Regions from separate parts of the Capra hircus genome. Here region 1 is linked to region 2. A link is a contact called in public Hi-C data. All regions are on one chromosome and are shown on one strand. Each heading gives the region's core, a stretch centred on a gene start, on an enhancer-like site or on the middle of the called end of the contact. The rest is flanking DNA. Distances are from core to core; before and after follow the strand shown. Region 1 holds the start of TULP3 (tubby-related protein 3). Region 2 has its middle 17 kb from the start of TSPAN9.

Evidence for each region. A called contact is a pair of places that touch in the nucleus more often than the background predicts.
Region 1: a Hi-C map of blood shows a contact between it and region 2, with 2.3 times the contacts expected there. The contact joins the promoter of TULP3 here to the enhancer-like site in region 2. A contact is called at or near these places in 2 of 5 Hi-C or Micro-C datasets (both in blood).

The regions. Positions count from the first base shown.
Region 1 is chr5:105,795,290-105,801,460 of ARS1.2, reverse strand. TULP3 (tubby-related protein 3) reads left to right here and starts at 3,451. Exons shown (of 11, transcript XM_018048632.1): 1 at 3,451-3,563. The coding sequence starts at 3,523. It overlaps RHNO1 (RAD9, HUS1, RAD1-interacting nuclear orphan protein 1), which reads left to right. Exons shown (of 3, transcript XM_018048634.1): 3 at 1,245-2,479. The coding sequence ends at 1,799.
Region 2 is chr5:105,684,220-105,690,218 of ARS1.2, reverse strand. No RefSeq gene overlaps it. Among named protein-coding and RNA genes, the nearest start is that of TSPAN9, 17 kb to the right of the region's middle. Within about 2 kb of position 4,523, at least 1 of the 5 cell types and tissues checked has an H3K27ac peak or open chromatin away from gene starts, as enhancers often do.

The DNA.
Region 1 (6,171 bases), core at 2,202-4,701, 110 kb before region 2:
TTAGCTAAGTAGTCTATTTACTGTTTTGGGGTGTTTTTTTTTTTAAGATTTTTTTTTTTTTTAATGTGGACCATTTTTAAAGTCTTTATTGAATTTGTTAGAACATTTTTTCTGTTTTACGCTTTGGTTCTTTCTGGCCAGAAGGCCTGTGAGATCTTAACTCCCCAACCAGGGCTGGAATGCACACCTCCCGCATTGGAAATGGAGAGTCCCAACTGATGGACTGCCAAGAAAGTCCCTCTGTTTACTGTTTAATGGACCAAACAGTGAAGAAAAACTCTCAGAAATGGCATGTGTTCTGTCTTGACAGTTTAGAAGCCCCGGGAAGAGGACACAGCTATAGGATTTCAGAAAGTGGTGTAGCAGAAGAGCCAGACAAAAGCCTGAGCTCTGCCCCAGAGCGCCTAACAGATGTGGTCCAGGAGTGTTGGGGAGAACCGGACCCCTGGCTTCAGGAGTGGGGAGGAAGCGTAGATGTTGGAGCGCTGTTGGTGGGAGGAGGCATGAGCACGCAGAGGCGTACCGGAGTCCTCACCATGCGCCAGGCCCTGCTCGCTGCTCTCCATGCCTGATCTCACTCACTGGTCTGCCTTCAGCCCTTTCTTCCTACACTGGGGTCCTCTAGGTGCCAGGCGCTCTGCTAGGTGCTAGGCATCAGTGGTGAAGAAGACAGCTGGGCCCACCCTCAGGACTGAAAGGGAGATGGTTAAATGTGTTGCAGCCATAGGGTGTGATGAAGCCAGGGAGGCTGAGTAACTTGCCCAAAGCCCGCATCCCTTCCTATGGTTATCCAGTAAGACAGAGAGCTGTTGTTTTCTTGGCCGTGCTGGGTATTTGCCGCTACACTTGGGCTTTCTCTAGTTGCAGCCAGTAGGGGCTGCTCTTCATTGTAGTGCACAGGCTTCTCACTGTGGTGGCTTTTGTTGTGGAGCACGGGCTCTAGGCGCTCAAACTTCAGCAGTTGTGGCTCTTGGGTTCTAGAGCTGGACTGGTAGTTGTGGTGCATGGATTTAGTTTCCCTGCAGCATGTGGGATCTTCTCAGACCAGGGATCGAACCCATGTCCCCTGCGTTGGCAGGCAGATTCTTATTCACTGCCACCAGGGAAGTCCCTAGGCAGCTGTTTTAAGTCCATTGCTGTTGTGGGCCTCTATTTAGGATTCTGGTCATCTGATGCAGTTTCCTTAGGTTTGTATCTGGGAGTTAGCATGCTTCACATTTATGTCTTTCTTTTGGAATCCTTAGGTATCACCTCAGTTTGATACAACAGCAGAAAGCTGGTTCCCAGGCAACCGGAAGCATCATCATCGAGACCACGCAAGGCGTTCAAGTCGAAAATCTACCAGCTCCAGGTTTCCATGTCTAACGTTTGAGACTCCACAGTCTTTTGCCAGTTCAGCCACACCCGGGATCCTGGCAATCGGGGATGGCCCCAGTCAACCAGAAAAGGACATTTCCGGAAGGCCCTTAGTGCCCATGCTCAGCCCCCAGAGCTGCAGGGAGCTGTCGGCACACACATTTCCAGACTTCCCATGTGCATTCATTCCCCCGGACATCCAGACCCCAGGATCCCCGGGGCAGGGAGAGCCCATTCCCTCTGAACTGAGGGAAAACAGCCTTCCCAGCTGTTCCCTTCACTCGAGCACACCGAAGAGCCCAGAGCCTGGGCCTGTTCTGGTTAAAGACACCCCAGAGGAGAAGTACGGGATAAAGGTCACGTGGAGGAGGCGACGACACCTCTTCGCGTACCTCAGGGAGAGGGGAAAGCTGAACAGAAGCCAGTTCCTCGTGAAAGACTGACTGGTGTCCCAGACATCTGTGGTCTCAAGAAATTGATCACTGGAGTCAAAAGGGAATTGAATTCCCAGATTTGCTTTTTAAAATATCTTATGTCATAAACAGTTTTTAGTATCGTAAACAGTTGACTTCATATTTTTAGTGTATTAACTGTTTAACAAATTTTAAATATAACTTTAGAATGTCTGTAAATAAATGGCTGCAGAGTTTTTAGAGAACCCTGCTTCTGACCTACACTAATGCAGCAATACTGCCTCCCCCTCCCCCCATAAATGGTCATTCTTAATGGTTCCCTTTAGCCATTATCTATTCATTCTTTTAGTCACCTCATTCAAAGTAATTCAGTCCACATGTTTGAGGACCAGCTCGGTGACTGCTTCCTTTTTGACCCGGTACATGGAAAAACTTGGAGCAGACTGTGACTTTTCCTAGTTGAGCTGCTGTCCCTGCAGTCTTGGCTCATCTGAGAGGGCAGAGTGAAGAGAGAGCAGCAAACATGTAATAAATATGGTGAAGGGGGGTTGCTGGGGAGATAAAGGGGACATGATTAAGTTACCTAGGGTTGCTATGTTTTGATTTTTTTGTTTCCAGTTGAAATAACCTATAAATATTAACTAGGATGGGGAAATGATTTCTTGTCCTGTTTAAAGTGTATGTAAATAAATCTGTAATCTTTTCAAATACTACTTCTTACTGTAATTAATGCAGAGGGACTGTCCAGTCAAGAAAATATCTTACTTTTCCTCCCACCCATACAAGTATCTTCTCATTTAACTCCATCGCCTCGGCCTTCAGAACGTAGTCTGTCAGGTCCAGCCAGACCAAGACAAGCAGGGATTATTTTCAATGTGGGGATTTGAAGCACAGATAATGAACCGGGTTTAGGGTCACACAGTGAGTGGAGGCTGGCCGGCGAGCACAGACCTCGGCTCTCCTAGCTTGTGCCACATTTTCTGCGTTTTAAAAACTCAAAACGTGGACGCCACACTAGCTTCCGAATCGAACGCCGCAAAGTCAACATGCGATGAGTTTTGACAGGATGTTCTGTAGGGACCGTAAAACTGCGAATAAGTTGGGGACAAGATTTACTGGATCCGACAGCGGATCTCATTACGAGATACAGACGTTAGAAGACGGCGGCAGGCAGTCAAGGGCGGGAGATGGAAAAGACCGTCAGGCAAGCGTGCAGGGCAAGTTCGTGGACGTCCTAAAAGTCTGGGCAGGACTAGGGCAGGCAGAAGGCGTCCTGCGGGTAGGGGGCGCGGCCGCTCATCGTTGGGAAGGACTGCTGGGTTGGCAAGTGTGGTTCCGGGAATGTCTCGGGATCGGAAGGGCGGCCCCCCAGGAAGCGCCCTGGGTGGTCTCTGAGTACTGACCGCCGCGGGGCTGGCTGCAGGGGAGCGCGGGCAGCGGGGAAGCCCAGCCGCAACTAGGGTGTGGACCTCGGCTCCCACCCAGCGGCGCGTAGCAACCCGCCCTTAGCAACCCTCCCGCGGCGTCGCCGCCCCTAGAAACCCACTCGCGGGGGCGGTGGGAGCGGCGGGCGAGCGGACCAATGGGCGCGGAGCGTCGGGCGTGCGTTGGCCAATGGGCGCGGAGCGGCGTGCGCGCGGACCAATGGGCGGTGGTGACAATGCGGGGTGCGGTTGCGGGGCGGGGCGGCTGCGCCAGGCTGGCCAGGAGCTGCCGCGGGTGTGGAAGCGGTCGGCGCTCGCGGTGCGGCAGGATGGAGTCGTCGCTCCGCCGCCCGGGCCCCCGCGGGGACAGGTCAGGAGCGATGGCGGCGGGCGGAGACCCAAGAGGGCCGTAGAGGTCTGGGCTGGACGCCGAGGGGAGGCGGGCGCGGCTGGGCCGGGGGGCGCGGGGCCCCCACGCCGAGGGCCAGCTCGTGTCCAGTCGCGCCGGGACCCGCGGGGTCGGTCCGGCCTCGTCAGAACGCGTCAGTCAGGGGGTGCTCGGCCTGGGCCGGGGGTGCCGGGTGGCTCCGGGGGCCAGCAGTTGTGGGGGCGGCGGCATCCCGGTCCAGGGCGGGCTCTCCGGGCAGTCAGCGCAGGCCGGGCCAGGCGTTTCGGCCGGGGCCCGCCGGCGGACTAGTGGACAGGCGGGGTGGAATCACGGCTTCGCCTGGGCCCGCGCCCGCCTGCTGCCCGGTACCACCCGGCGTGCGTCCGGAGCCGGGCCGACCCTGCCCTGGGTCAGCAGCTGAAACCGCCCAAAAGCTGGTCTCCCGAGAGGCGTTGGCGCCGACAACACCCGTTTTTCTGTTTCATCGGGTTTTATTTACGTGAGAGCAGCGCTCTGTGAAGTTGGTTCACTGCTTTTTGCTTTCTTAAGTCGAGAGAAGAACCGACATTTACAAGTATAAATATGGACGCCCAAGGAGGAGATCCAGTTAAAATTCAGCATCATCCGTTGAATTCGGGTGGTGCTCGCTCTGCCGTGGCTATCCGGTCAATCTTAAGTGAATGGATTTAAGGCAGTAAATTTCCCGGCTACCAGATGTTTGGTGTGACTCATGATTTGGGGGAAAAAGAAATGGAATTGACTTTGAGAGACCAAGAGGCAAAACGGTTTTTAATTCTTTGGACCTGAAGTTTCAAGGGATAATTGTCAAGTTAGTCCCTCTCTGTCTTCCCAGAGAAACCAGCTCTTTAATCTGAAAATTGACTTCGAAGAGGAATGTGTGAGTCACCAAATGTTTCTCCTGCCCTATGTTCTGTCATTGGTTATCTGACTTGTTGCCGAGAGGGGAGTGGAATGAAAGCCTCTTGCTTTTTTTGGCTTCACGTTGTATGTTTTGGATGTTTTTGATGAGATACATGGATAGAGTTTTTGGTATGAGTACTTTTCAGTGTGAAGGATCTGACTTTTTAAAGTCTCATCTGACTCTTTTTTTTTCTTTTTCTTCTTTTGAGTGATGAGACCGTTTCCCCAGAGTTATTTTCAACAAAGTAGAAAAATTATGAGCAAATACGCTGAACATTTTTCCTGTATCTGAACTGTTTAGTGGAAACTGGAGATGGAATTTGAAGCAGCACTCTCAGCTCCTTGGCTGAGCTAGGCGCTTGTGCTATAGATTCCCCTGGAGATGACAGCAGTGCTTGGCCAGCGCTGGAACCTGAGCCTCCCTGGCTTTGTGCTCCTGATCCAGGACTGAAGATATGGTGGGAGAGGCTGCTCCGCGTGATGTGACCTGGTGACCCAGAGCTGACTACGGAAGTCCTAGTCTCTGGTTTGTCCATATGCCATGGTTTTTCTTCAGAAATGCAGCCAGTAGTGGTGGCTGGGGGTTATGTCTGGGCCAGGCTTGTTATCCTCTTTCACTTTCTCTCTTTTTCAGGTGTTTCATCGGATGAGCTAATTGTTGGTAAACAGACTTACCCAGTGCTTGAATATACTTAGATTAACTAATGCAAGACTACAGTGTATTTGGGCATTATCAAGAGCTATAGTAAAAGCCTACTGACTGACATCGCTCATGCATGTATTTCTCCGAATATGAAGACTTCATAGAGACCTAGGAAAGCAAGAATAACCCCTGTAATACATTTCCTTTCCAAGCAAAGAGACTCAGACTTTCTTTGGAATAATTTTCATGTCCAGCTTCTCTTATTCTTTCCTGTGTAAACTGTGCTGATTCCCCTGCCTTTGTGCCCACTGAAAGAAAAAGTTAACATCTCTTCTTACCAAGAGGGAAAGCATGCTTGAGTTGCTCAGAGAAAGAGTGGAAGCTGCCTGCCTTCTCCGTATTAGAGGATTTGAGGACTGGATATGTGTGTGTGTGTGTGTTTCTCAGTGACGTCCAACTCTTTGCGACCCCAGGCTCCTCTGTCCATGGGATTTCCCAGGCAAGAATACTGGAGTGGGTCACAATTCCCTTCTCCAGGGGATCTCTCTCACCCAGGGATTGAACCTGGGTCTGAGGCCTGGAAGGGGCCTTGATAATTCCCTTAGGTATGTTGAGTACAGTTAACAGTGAAATTGCTAAGGCTTCTTTCAAACTGAGACTTCTTTGGTCTGCTTTCCTTTATTTCCTCTGAGCCAGTTCCTTTGGAAGATGCTCGGTTCCTTAGGAAGATGCTTTAAGTCTGTGCTGCCTCGCCAGACGTTCTTGTGGTTAGTAAGGCCTACAGCATTGTCCTGGCCTGGTTAAAGCTTGACTCCACTGATGCTTGAGAAGAGACACCCTGTCCACATGCTGGTGGATATGCTGTCTTTATTAACTCTTAGTACTTGTCATGAGTCCTGATAATGAGGCTTGTCATCGCTGACCATTTGCCTTAGGACTGCTGTGACAGCACTCATGGTTAGCAGGAAGGGTCTCTGGAATAAAGGGATTGTATCATAGGGGGCACCGGACCTCTGGGAGACCCCT
Region 2 (5,999 bases), core at 3,274-5,773:
GGACTTAACACCCCCTGCATTCAGAGAGTGGTTAAAGCCAGAGGTTCAGGCCGGGCATCCTTAGGGGTGCCGTCCCTAAGTTGGCCTTCTGGGGACATGACGTTAGCCTGGGAGTGAGCAGGCCCACGGGGCTTGCTGGTCCCCCACAATCAGAACTGCAGGTGATAGTGGACTGAGGGGCCCAGACACACGCCAGTTCACCCTGAGCTGCACTGCTCCCTGGGACCCGGGACCTAGGTGTCACCCCCACCCCTCCCAGGGGCCCTTCCTCCCCGGGGAGCCAGGTCACTGGTGGTGGGTGTGTCAGCGGGGTGTCTCAGAACATGGTTTGGCTGTTTCCGGTCCACCGCCTGCCTTTGTAGAGCCTGGCAGCTAAGAAAGGTTATTATTTTTTATTATTAAACCTTTTTTTTTTATTGTAGTAAAAGTCACATAATATAAAGCACACTGTTTTAACCATATTTAACTGTAAAGTTTGGTGACAGTACGGTTTTTCTGTTTTTAAATGGCTAAAAAGAAATCCAAGGGACACTAGCACATGGCCTGTGACAATGGTCTGCAGTTCAAGTCCAGGGTTGGTAAACTGGGGGTCATTGCACTGGGCTCTGGTGGCTTGGCTCACAGTGGCCCTTTCCAGGAGCTGCTCCCAACTCCTGAGTCAGAGAGTGACCAAGGGCCTCCCTCAGAGCAGGGGCCAACGAGGGCCTGTCCACGGGACAGCAAGAGCGGCCACATGATGATCCGGGAAGTGAGACCCATTGGGAGGGTGCTGAGGAGGGAAGACGGGCAAGGTGACATCCTGCCCCTCTCTCAGGGGGCCACATCATCACTGGTTGGCCTGAGTGATGGCAGCGATGGTTTCAGGAGTGTGGGTCCCATCCCAACCTGACCTGTTTCCTCCGGATCTGTTTAAGACTTTGCTGTTTGCACTGGAGCTTTTGTTCAGACTCCTAGTCATCCTTGATCATCCACCCAGTCATCTGTTGGTTGTCCACCTCTGCTTAAGAGGGTCCCACATGCCCGTGGAAGACTCTGAGCAGGTGGGCAGCTGTGAGCGGGGGATTGGTTCGTCTGTGACCATCCGGTGGGGTTCTTGTGTTAGGGTGCAGCCTGCTTTAGGGCATTGCTTCCTGGCCTCATCTGGTTCCGTGGAAAGGGCTCCCCCAATTTCCTGCCATGGAGAACCGTCCGGCCGCCAGCATCTTGCGAACCAAGTGGGAGAAGAGTGCCCCAGTGTTGCCCACGGACCCCCTGTTCTGCACGAGCCTCTTGCGCTCGCTTGGACCTGGTGTCCCCCAGCCCGTGGGGAAGAGCTCAGACTTCTGCTGGGGCTGGGAGGGGGAGCTGCAAGGAGTTAGGAGGGGCTCTGGGCCATTTATCTCTTCCTGAACTGACTTGGAGCAGTCCCCCACTCCCCGCCGCCACCTCCACCTCCACTTGCAGAGACCCCCAGAGCCATTGGCTCTTGACTGTTGGCGAGTTGGATCAGTGGTAGAAACCATGATCCCTTCTGGCTTCCTCCAGGTTAGGGTTCCGCTCTCTTGGTCTGCTAAGTCAGCCAGCACCCATTCTTCTTTTTTCCAGCTCCTGAACTTTTTCCCCACCTTCCTGATCTTGTTGAGATTTATATCTTAAAAAACAAACAAACAAACAAAAAAAAACCTATGCAGCCATCTTATAAGGATTTCAAGAGAAAACAAAGACGGATGTGTGGAATCTGCCACCTTTGTGCCGAGTCACTTATTTGAAATGTCAACCTGGCTGTCAGGTGAGGATACATAAGTGGAGGGCAGGGGTGGGAGGCAGCAGGGAGACCCCATTAGGAGGTGGCTGCAGAGTCAAGGGGAGAGACAGTGCTCTGGATGCGGGTTAGTGGCGGAGAGGAAAGAAAGCCAGTGACCTTGAGATGTGTTTGAAGACCATCACTTTGATTTCCTGAGGCTTGGGTCCAGGGTGGGCAGGAGAGTGAGGAAGCAAGGTTAACTCCAAGGTTCCTGGCTCAAGTCACATACTTAGAGTGATGGGAGAGACTCGAGGAGGAGCAAATATGCGGGTGGAGATCGGAGCTGAGTTGAGATCCCTGTTAGACCTCCCAGTGGAGGCGTCCATAGCAGCTGCCCTTGCGATTCTGGAATGAAGGGGAGAGGTTTCACTGGCGCCTGGGTTGGTATTTAAGCCCTTGAGACTAGATGAGATTACTTAGGAGAAGATGGCTGGAGAAGAGGAGGTGTCGCCAGGACTGCCCTGAGTCATTCCAACATTGAAGGGCAGAGGAGAGGGGGGAGGAAAGCAGGAAATAGTGGTTTTCTTCTCAGTTGTAAAGAAAAGAAAGCATTTCTAGGGGAGCTGTGCACTGACATGTATATTAAAATGAGGAGACAGAAACAATCATTTGGGGCAGAGATGCTCTGGTTTCCATTCTTCCTGAATAATAGAGTCCCCCATTTTTAGCAGGGCACATGGCCCTCAGGATAAAAACCATATTCCTTAGTCTCTCTTGCCACTAGATGAGGCTGTGTAAGTTTGACCAATGGAGGCAAATAGAGCTGCAGTTTTCATAAGTGTTCTAATAGAAAGAAGGAGACTTCCCTGATGATCCAGTGGCTAACAATCCATGCTCCCAATGCAGGGGACCTGAGTTAGATCCCTCGCCAGGGAACTAGATCCCACATGCTGCAACTAAGAAATGGGGAAGTCAAATAAATAAATAAGAAGAATGAGGGCATTCACCTCTCCTTCTTTTCAGTTGACTGGATTGTGATGTAATGGCTGGATTTCCTGCAGCTATTTTGTACTAGGAAATAACCTTAGGAATAGAAGTTACCAGTGGTAAACCAATAAGGTAAAAGGATCTTGGATCTTTGGTTCCATGAAGCACCATTACAGCTTTGGATTGATTTTATATGAGAGAGAAATAAACTATCTTCTTTAAGTTACTTTTGTGTTTTTTTTTTTGTAATTTGCAGCCAAACATATTTCTAACTCATGCATCATGGCATAACGTTTGAAGCATGAATGGCTATAACAACAACAGTAATAATCCCACTCCTGACTCTGCAGCACTTTTCAGTTTACAGAGCACTTTTTTCTTAAGGTTTGTTTATTTATTTTTGGCTGTGATGGGTCTTTGTTACTGCTTGAGGGCTCTCTCTAGCTGTGGCGAGCAGGGGCTACTCTTTGTTATCACATGTGGGCTTCCCTTGTTGTGGAACACAGGCAGTAGGCACGTGGGCTCAGTTGTTGCGGGGAGTTGCTCCTCGGCATGTGAAATCTTCCGGGATTGAACCTGAGTCCCCTGCACTGGCAGGCGGATTCTTAACTACCAGACCACCGGGGAAGCACCTACAGACCACTTTTAAACACACTGTCTTGCTTGGTTTCGCAGCTGCTCTGTAGTGATGCTGTAGACACTTTCTTCATAGAAGAAACCGAGGCTCAGAGGAATCGCTCACTCATGGCACCCGGTTACTGCGTCGCAGATCTTGTGCTTCCACCTGGATCCTCTGGCTCCTCTCCTGGTGACTGTAGTGGGGAACAGGTTAGGAACGTGTAGGAGGTTTTGTTCCAGATGCTGGTGCTGGGCAGAAAGCTGGGAGCTGGCCCCAGAGACCCTGAGAGTCACTGGCAGTCATTGACGATGGAAGCTTTCTCATCTCTCTGGAAAATGCTCCTATTTGCACAGGGGTGGAGACTGTAGAGGATAATTAGAGAAGTAAAGATCAGACAACCACAAACACTGGAGGGAAATGTGCATGCCAGCTGGCGGGCGAGCAGTCCCATTTTGGAAGTAATTGGGTAGCAATGAGATGTTCAGAGCAAGAGCCTGCTGAGCATCCTGTGATGGGCGGGTGGGGGAATGTTTTCTTGATATCAAAGGGGATCTGCTTCTCTCTGCAGACTCCCTCCCAAAGGCGAGCCCAGCACTTCTGAAGCTTGGCACGATTCTCTCCTTCCGCTTTTCCTCTCCAGTCACTACTTGGCCGACTTCTTTCCAGTTTCTTTCTCTGAATCCCCCACTGATCCTGATGTAGACACTTTGTGGAGGCTGTATATGCCTATATCACTTGGAGACTGTGGGGGAGAAACAGACTTTAAACTGATTATGAGTTTGCACCTTCCTAACAGCAAAGGGCGGCAGAGGATGAGATGGTTGGATGGCATCACTGATTCAATGAGTTTGAGCAAACTCTGGGAGACAGTGAAGGACAGGGAAGCCTGGCATGCTGCAGTCCATAGATGTCATGGAGAGTCAGACAGAGCTTGGCCCCTCACAAAAACAAACAGCAAGTGAAGGTGAGAAGACTTTTCGGTGACTGCTAGAGGTTCCGAAGTCGGGAAGTGCAAGCTGCAATTCAAAGCAGCCTTGGGACTTGAGAAACCATACACCGCCCACTCCCCCAACTCCCAGCTTTAGCTCTAGAAAACCAGGAGCCCCCAGGGAATGCCGTTCTGTCTATCCCACCCAGGCCCCCTTTAATCTTGACAGACTGCCCTGGCCTTGCTCCTGGAGGCACATTAAAGCAAGCCTCACATGCCTGCTCCGGGGAACGGCCCGGCTCCTCCCCACTTGCTGCAGGCCCACTTGCTCTTCCCCTTCATCTCCCTGGGTCTTGGATTCCTGGCCGTGGTCCCTGGCTTTGATATTTGCTTCTGCTCCCTTGGGTTTGGCAACTCATCGCATTCCACTTGCAGCTTTGGGGGCCTTGGTTTTCTCGATTGCCGTCTGCTCTATTTCTGCCTCTGGTGTGTGTCCTCCCTCGGCCTTGAGTGAGGACCACCCTCCTCTGGCCTGGGCTCTAAGATGGAAGTGGTCTTCAGCTGTCATTTTAGCCAGGGGCCTAAGAAGACCCAGATCTACCCTTGATCATAGTTCTTCTCCCTCGAGAGAGAGAGAGATGCACAATTGAGGCTAGGCAAGGCACTGACCACTGTCTTTATCAGCGGAGACTTGGACCCCAATGTCAAATTCTAGAAGGGCTGGCCTGAAAGCCTACAGCCCAAATAGGCCGAGTTTATCTCATTAAACAATTGCTGAGCACCTGGGATGTGTCTGGCACGGTTCCCGTGTCTGCTCCTGGGATGCAGCGGTGAATAGAATCAAAGTCCAGGTCCTGGGAGAGCTTATATGCTAGCAGGGGATCACACGACAAACAAGCAAAACTGGGCCGCCTTCCTGTTCTGTTTATCCTTCCCATGGCTGTACCCAGAGAATCTTGGATCTGGTCTCTGTGATGGAGGAAGTGAGTCAAGGGCAACAGAGAGCATTTGCTTCAATGCCTGCTTAGAGGAGACAGTGACCCCCCCGGGTCCCGATGTAGTGTGACGGCAAGATGGCTTGTTCCAGCCACAGAGACACAGACGTGGCTGATCTGGCTGAGGGGGCAGCTCCAGCCCTTGGTAAATGGGACCCCTGAGAAGAGCCACATCCGTGTGTGCTCACGTGGGCAGAGCAGGCACTTGGGGCTCAGAACCCATATACTTTCACCCCACCCTCCCGGGATCAAAATCTGCAGGTGATTCCTACACACTCAAATCTGAGAAGCAACAGGCTAGGCTTTCTAACCAGGTGCAGAGAAAAGCCCTGCCCCCCACCCGTGACTCGTCAATGATCACGCCTCCTCCTTGGAGGTAGAGCACGTGATGGACTTCCTCCCCTGGGAAAGGTGTGCATTTGATCAACACACTCATCACTGGTTTTTCTGTTTCTTTGTTTTGCTTTTGAAGAATTAGTGGCCATCTTTAATATGTAGCAGAGAAGGGTCTGGATTTTTAATCAAGTCAGTTAAGGCATTGCCATTATTTATTTATTTTTAATTTTTTGGCCACACCGCATGGCATGTGGGGTCTTAGTTCCCCACCAGATTGAACCCAGGCCCCCTGCATTGGAAGCATGCTGCACTACCAGGGAAGTCCCCCTCATCATTGTTTGGTTTAGTTACTATAAATAAAATAGTGTCAATAAAAATAGAACTTAAAAAGTTAACAAATTCAAAAAAGGA